Regions from separate parts of the Macaca mulatta genome. Here region 2 is linked to region 1. The links are chromatin contacts, called in public Hi-C maps. All regions are on one chromosome and are shown on one strand. The core of a region is the stretch at or near the end of the contact, and the rest is flanking DNA. Distances in the headings are between cores, read along the strand shown. Region 1 holds the start of CASKIN1 (CASK interacting protein 1). Region 2 holds the start of ATP6V0C (ATPase H+ transporting V0 subunit c).

The links. Hi-C and Micro-C count contacts between places; a contact is called where the count stands out from the background.
Region 2: a Hi-C map of CD4 T cells shows a contact between it and region 1, with 3 times the contacts expected there. The contact joins the promoter of ATP6V0C here to the promoter of CASKIN1 in region 1. A contact is called at or near these places in 2 of 14 Hi-C or Micro-C datasets (CD4 T cells and liver).

Annotation. Positions count from the first base shown.
Region 1 is chr20:3,426,828-3,430,034 of T2T-MMU8v2.0, reverse strand. CASKIN1 (CASK interacting protein 1) reads left to right here and starts at 1,780. Exons shown (of 19, transcript XR_013411324.1): 1 at 1,780-2,026.
Region 2 is chr20:3,753,693-3,756,899 of T2T-MMU8v2.0, reverse strand. It overlaps ATP6V0C (ATPase H+ transporting V0 subunit c), which reads right to left and starts at 1,577. Exons shown (of 3, transcript XM_015125387.3): 1 at 1,347-1,577. The coding sequence starts at 1,425.

The sequences.
Region 1 (3,207 bases), core at 531-3,030:
GGCTGGGTGTGGTAGCTTATGTCTGTAATCCCAGCACTTTGGGAGGTTGAGGTGAGAGGACTGCTTGAGGCCAGGAGTTCGAGACCAGCCTAGGTAACATACTGAGACCTCATCTCTACTAAAAATCAAAAAAATTAGCCGGGTGCTACTCAGGAGGCTGAGGCAGGAGAATCGCTTGAGCCTGGGATGTTGAGGCTGCAATGAGCTATGATGGCGTCACTGCGCCCCCAGCCTGGATGACAGAGCAAGACTCTGTCTCAAAGAAAAAAAAAGAATGACAAAGTGACCAGCTCATGATCACAAACCACTAAGAGGGGGAATAGGACACATCCAGAGGTGCAGGTGCAAAGCCCAGACTCACAACCTCAAGACTCTGGGACCCCAGGTGAGTCCCTTGGCTTCTCTAAGCCTCAGTTCCTTCATCTGTAAAATGGGGACAGTGAGTCCAACCTCATCTAGGAGGTGACCAGCACAGTACCTGACCCAGAAGGTATGCAACTGGTCGTTGGAAAGGGCAAGAGGAAAGGCCCTAGCATTTGTGGACCCCCCTGGGAGTGCTGGAAGACCGAGGGCTGCTACCTGAACCTAACAGGAGACCCCACGGAGGGAACAGAAAACGGCCAGCTGCCCACAAGGATGCCGGGACCCCGGTGCCTGTCACCTTCCCTGTTCCTGCTCTCTGAACTTCTCCGTCCCCCTGGACCTGCTCAATGATCTGGGGCCACAGGCAGTGGGGTGCCAGGCCACGCCTCATAGAATGGGTGCGACCCTCTCCAAATTCTCCAAACGGCCTTGCCCGCTTGGGTGATGAGGGAAACGGAGCCTGAGCCGGGACTCAGACCCCCACTGATCTGCCTCTAGAATGCTGCAGGCCTGATGGGAGAGGGTCTGAGGCACAGGGTGGCCCCAGCCTTCAGCCAGGAGCTCAGAGGGTGACAAGTCAGGGCCTCCAGCACCCAGGAAGCAGGACCCATCTGCCTGGGCTGCAGGCTGGAGAGTGGGCAGACCTGGGCCGGGGGCACGTTGGTGCCGGAGGGAGGTTCCAGTTCCGTGTGGGTGGAGATGGAGGCGACCCCCAGTCGGTGCCGGGAGTGGGGAGTTGAGCTCCCTCAGTGGGGGCGGTGGGGGCTACCTTGGGGTCGGGCTTCGGACTGAGGCTGGGGGAAGCTGTGGCGCCCGCATTATTTGCGGAGAGGAGCAGGAGGATGCTTGGGGGTTGGGGGTGCGGGTTCCCTGACACCGAATTCATTATTGGGAGATTCCTCTTCACAATCCCTCGACACCTCCCACGGGAACCCGGGGCCAGGAACGCCTGACAGCCTGGCGGGCCGGCTCCAGGGCCACTGGCGCCCGGGTCTCTCGGCGCCCGGTCCCCGCCCGCCCGCTGCCTCGGAACCCTCCCCCGCGGGTCCCGCAGCCTCTGGAAGCCTCTCTGGGCTCAGCCCCGCGCCGCCGCCGCGTCGGGGCTCCGAGTGCACCCCCGGCAGCTGCGTCCCCAGCCCGACTAGCCTCCCCAGGCCGCCCGCATCCGCAAAGGCCTGGCCTGAGCGCGCGGCGCGCACGTGGGGAGGGGGCGTCCCGGGGCGGGCGCGGGGAGGGCGGAGCCACGGGCCCGGGCGCGCGGCCGGCGCGGGCTGACGGAGGTCGGCGGCCCGGGAGCGGACCCCGGCGTCCGGGAGGCGGCGCCAGGTGCCGCGCCCCCGCCCCGCGCCCGCCGCGCGCCCCCGCCCCCGGGCCGCCCCCCGCCCGTGACGCGCTCCCCGCCCCCTCCGCGCCGGGAGCCCGAGCCCAAGCCGGAGCCCGAGGAGGGCGAAGGGGCGGCGGGCGGCGAGGAGGCGGCGCGGGAGGCGGCCGGTGCCGCGGGGCCGCCGCCGCCTCTGAGCCGCGCCGAGCGCACGAGCGCAGCCGCGTCGCTGCGGCCCCGGCCGCGCCATGGGGAAGGAGCAGGAGCTGGTGCAGGCGGTGAAGGCGGAGGACGTAGGGACCGCGCAGAGGCTGCTGCAGAGGCCGCGGCCCGGGAAGGCCAGTGAGTGCCGGGGGCGCGGGGCGCGGGGCGCGGGCGGGAGCCCCGGGGGCCCCTCCCCGGCGCAGAGCCCCCCACCCCTCCCGGCGCCGGGCGGGGAGGGGACGCTGTCGGGTCCCCGGGGGCGGGGCGGGGCCAGCAGCGCCTAGACCCTTGGTCCGTGCCCCCCACCCGCTGTCCCCAGCACTGGAGATGGGGCGGCCCGGAGAGCCGGCCGTCACCCTGAGCCCCCCAGCGGGCACCTGGCGGCACCCGCCTCCCGGGCCGCGGGCGTTCGCATCCCTCCCTCCCTACCTCTGTCCCCCTCCCTTCTCAGGCTGCGGGCTGACAGCTGGAGGTCTCTGCTGGGGCCTTCAAAGGGCGAGGCGGATGCCCCCCCCACCACACGCACCGGGCAGACAGTGAGGGGGCCCCTGCGGGGAGGGGCGACTCGGGAGCTGACAGTCCCTGGCAGACCCCCTCCCCGCCCCACGTTTAATAACACGCTTTGCAGGGAAGGTGGGGGGCAGGATCACGCTGGGGGTGTGGCTGCCCTGACATGGCCGGTGGGGGGCCATTTACTTATGGGAGAGCGGAGGCCCAAGGTCGCCCAGCCCAGGGCAGGCTGGACTCCAGGCAGGGCCGGCCTGGGGGCAAGGGCTTGGGGCCCTGCTCAGCCAAGCTCCAGCCGACCCAGGTCCCCGGCTTCCCTGCTGGGAAAGGAGGCCATGAGGGAGTGGGGGACCACCATTGGCTATCCCCAGCTTGCCCTGTGGGGGCCCCAGGAAAGGGCTGGGAGCTTGGAGCCCTGATCCCAGCACTGATCCTGGCTCAGCGCGTAGCCTCCCTGGGGGCCGCGGGAGATGGATGGATGGGCGTGTGGACCAGCCGCGTGTGCGGCTGCGCACGTATAGCCGTGTCAGTGTGTCAGGGCACCTGTGTAGGCACGGACAGGGCTCTGCAGGTCGGCATGTGGGGTCTGGGCGTCCTCCCTCCTCCCTCCACCCCCACAGGCTGTAAGACAGGGAGTCCTCCTCCCCTTCCTCCAGGGGGATGCCAAGAACTGGGACTGGCTTCTGGGAGGTCGGTGGGGGGAACCTAGAGTCCCAGCAGGACCCCCGCACTCCTGCACTTGACCAGCGGCCCATGACTGGCCAGCTCCTGTCCACTGTGTGCAGTAAGAGAAAGGGGACACCGGTGCCTTT
Region 2 (3,207 bases), core at 328-2,827, 330 kb before region 1:
ATAAGTCTAGACCACTTCTTCCACCACAAATGACCTCTTACTTGCACATGATGGGAAGGGCAGGGCTTACTCGCGAATGGCAGACAGGCCCAGGCAGAGGGAGGCCCCCAAGAAGCAGAGAGCCCCAAGCCCCCACCCCGCAGGTGTTTACAGTCAGCAGAGACTGTTTGGAGTTCAAACCCTCCACATACCTGCACTAGGAGCCTCCCCAGGCCACCAGGCAGGGTGGGGCAGGGCAGGGTCATCAAAGCTAAAACCAGACCTAACCACGGAGGCGGAGACCAGACCAGGCCAGGCCAGTCCACGGAGGCTGAGACTGGGTCAGAACTTAACTCGTGGGACCCACATTCCTGGGCCTAGCCCTAGACCAAGTGCCATTCTCCCAAGGAGACCAACTGTCACTAAATTGGACGCCCAGGACCTGTCAACGCCTAATTTCAAAAGCAGGGTGCCATCAAGAACCCTAGAAGGCCCCTTCTCCAAGCCCAGGGAAGCCCCTCCCAATTTCAGGCCCCAGGGAAGGAAGAGAAGGTCATTCATTCATCCCTCCATTCATTAGGACCAGAACTGGAAGCCTCAGTCCAGAAGGCAACCACTCGATCCTATAAACTCAGACATCCATGCCACCCTCTCACCCACCTCAGAGCATAGACCCTCTGCAAGCTACACAGCCCCGCCAGCGCCGACACTGTCTCCCAGCTCCCTCCACTTCCACATACTCCCACCCCTGGGTCTCCGCGGGCTCTCCGAACCAAGCCCTCAGCCCAGCTTTCCCAAACAGCCCACACAGCGACACGGGTATTGGGCAACCGTAACCAGCTCCAACCGGAAGCACCTGCCTGTGCGTGAGACCCACCTGACCCCGGGGGCCGGCCGCCACAAGGGCGAGGGCTGTGGACCTCCCATGGGGAACATGGGCTCCCCACCGGCCGGAAAGCTCCAGGAACCCTTCTCCGGGGCGCTCCTGGGCCCGACCCGCGCCGCCGCCCGCGCACTGGGGCCTTCGAGGTGTGATGTCACCTGCCCGCAGAATCGGCCCGTGCGCCGCCCCCCTCGCGCTCCCACCCTAGCCTCCCTCTCGCCGCTCCCGGGGCTAAGATGGCAGCGGCGCCGCCGCCCCACCCCCGCACCCTCACGACCCGGCTGGCAGGGCCGCCGGCCTGGACCCCCGGCGGCTCCTAGCAGCCCTCGGGGCGCCGACCCCCGCCCGCTGCCACGCGAGGCCCAGGCGCCCCCGACTGCTCGGCATTACGTCAGAGTGACGTCACACACCGGACCCCAGAGAGCTGCGGGCATGAGCAACGCGCGCGCCCCCGCCCCAGGGTCCCTCCCGCCTCGGCGCTCACCGCTGAAGACCATGGCGGCCGAGGCGCCCATGACGGCGAAAAACGAAGCATACTCAGGGCCGCTCTTGGACTCGGACATATCTGCAGGTGGGGAGAGGGCGAGCTCTGCGGGCCGAGGCGGTGGCGAAGGCGGGGGCGAGGACGGGCCGGGAGCTAAAGCGAGGAGGCGGGCGGCGGCGAAGGCGATCCGGCCCGTCAGCCGCTGCGCTCTAAATACCAGCACCGCAGAACAAAATGGCGGCCGCGGCCGCGTCACATGACCTGGGCCCCGCCCCTGCGGGCGGTACCACTTCGTACCGTGGGGGAGACGCGGCCTGGACGCCCGGGCGGCCCGTTGACCTCCGCCGGGCTGTGCCTCCAGCCCAGCGACCCGGTCCCGGCGCCCGGCCACGCCCCGCCTCGGCCTCCGCGGGTGTTGCCGGGCGCCGCCGGCCTTTGGATCCCCGCAGCGTTGGACCGGTCTCGCATCGGGGCGGGGCGGTTTGTACTCATTAGCATATGGGGCGGGGCCTCTCTGTGCCCCGCCTCCTCTGCGGCTGCACGACGTCTGCAGGTGTTCGGTTCCCAGCGACGCTTTTCTTTGCACCCCTGGCGTGAAGCCGCAGGCCGTGGTTTCGCGGCCTTGCCCCCAAGGCGGTGCCTGACTCCTCCGGGCGCTGGTCTTCCAGGATCTCCCTACCAATCCTGGGCGAGCTAAGGGTCCCAGCAGATGTGTGGGGTGCGGGCCTCCTCTGCCGCAGCGTCAGGAAAAACCCCCAGCCCACAGCTGTGAAGTCCCAGCCCGTGGCTGCAGCCCTTCTGTGTCCCCAGGTCACCTCCATCCACCCTGTCCCCAGTCTCCTCCAGACCCAGACCCACTGCCTCTGACCCAGCGGTTGGTGACTTCACCTCTCGCTTCGGAGAAAAAGGACCCCCTCCCCGGACCTGTCTCTGCCCTTGCATCAGGGACCCAAACATTAGTGGGGTGTGTCTCTGCCCCTCAAGATGTAGGCATGACTGGTGGAAGCCCTGTCGGAACTGCGACCTCTTGAGGCCCCCCAGGCTCTGCACATTCTGGCGTCTCGGTCCTCCCACCTGTCCTTGCAGCCACCCACGCACGCAAAGCCTACACCTTCAGGGCCATCTTTCTGGAGCAGTTGGAGCGGTTCCCGCAGCAGTGAAAGCAGCCCAGCCAGGGCTGGTGCTGCCCTACTGATCCTGTGTGGCAGTCCCTGGCACCCCCTCTGCCTGATCTCCACTCCCCCTTTCAGGGGCCCTGGGCAGCTGCCACAAGGCCTGGGTGTCCTTTGAGCTCTAAGGCCTCATCCTGGGTTAGAGCTCTCCCTGAGTAGCCTGGATGTCAGCTCATCACCTTCTCCATGTAGGCAATGGGGTCATGGCCCCTGACCTGGCCCTCCTGCTGGACTCAGCCCCACCTTCCCCAGCAGGAGCCTCCCTTGAGCCCCTTCCCCAGGCTAACCTGGACCTGGACTCTTGGAACTTGCAGCCCGTGAAAGTCCCCAAGTCTGTCCTGGTTCAAAGGAGAGGAGGCAACAGATATGGCCAGAGGCCCTTTTTGCTCCTCCTCTTTCTTGCCCGACCCTTGTTTCTGAGAAGAGGAATCTTCACTCTGTCTCCACCTCCTCACCTGCCCTTCCCTCCCCGGCTCCTTGCCCTTGCCAAGGTCACCGGTGACCGCCATTTCTCTAAGCAGAAGGACATGTCAGGCTTTTCAAGTGGACCTCTGTGCTGCGTGGCCTGCCACCCTCTCCACGCACTCTCCTCTCTCCTGTGGACTTCCTAAGCCTCGGACGCCCTCAGTCTTCCTGGAGTCACAAGACCCCGTAGCCCCAGTTTTGCTGCAGGTCCTGGCATACCCAGG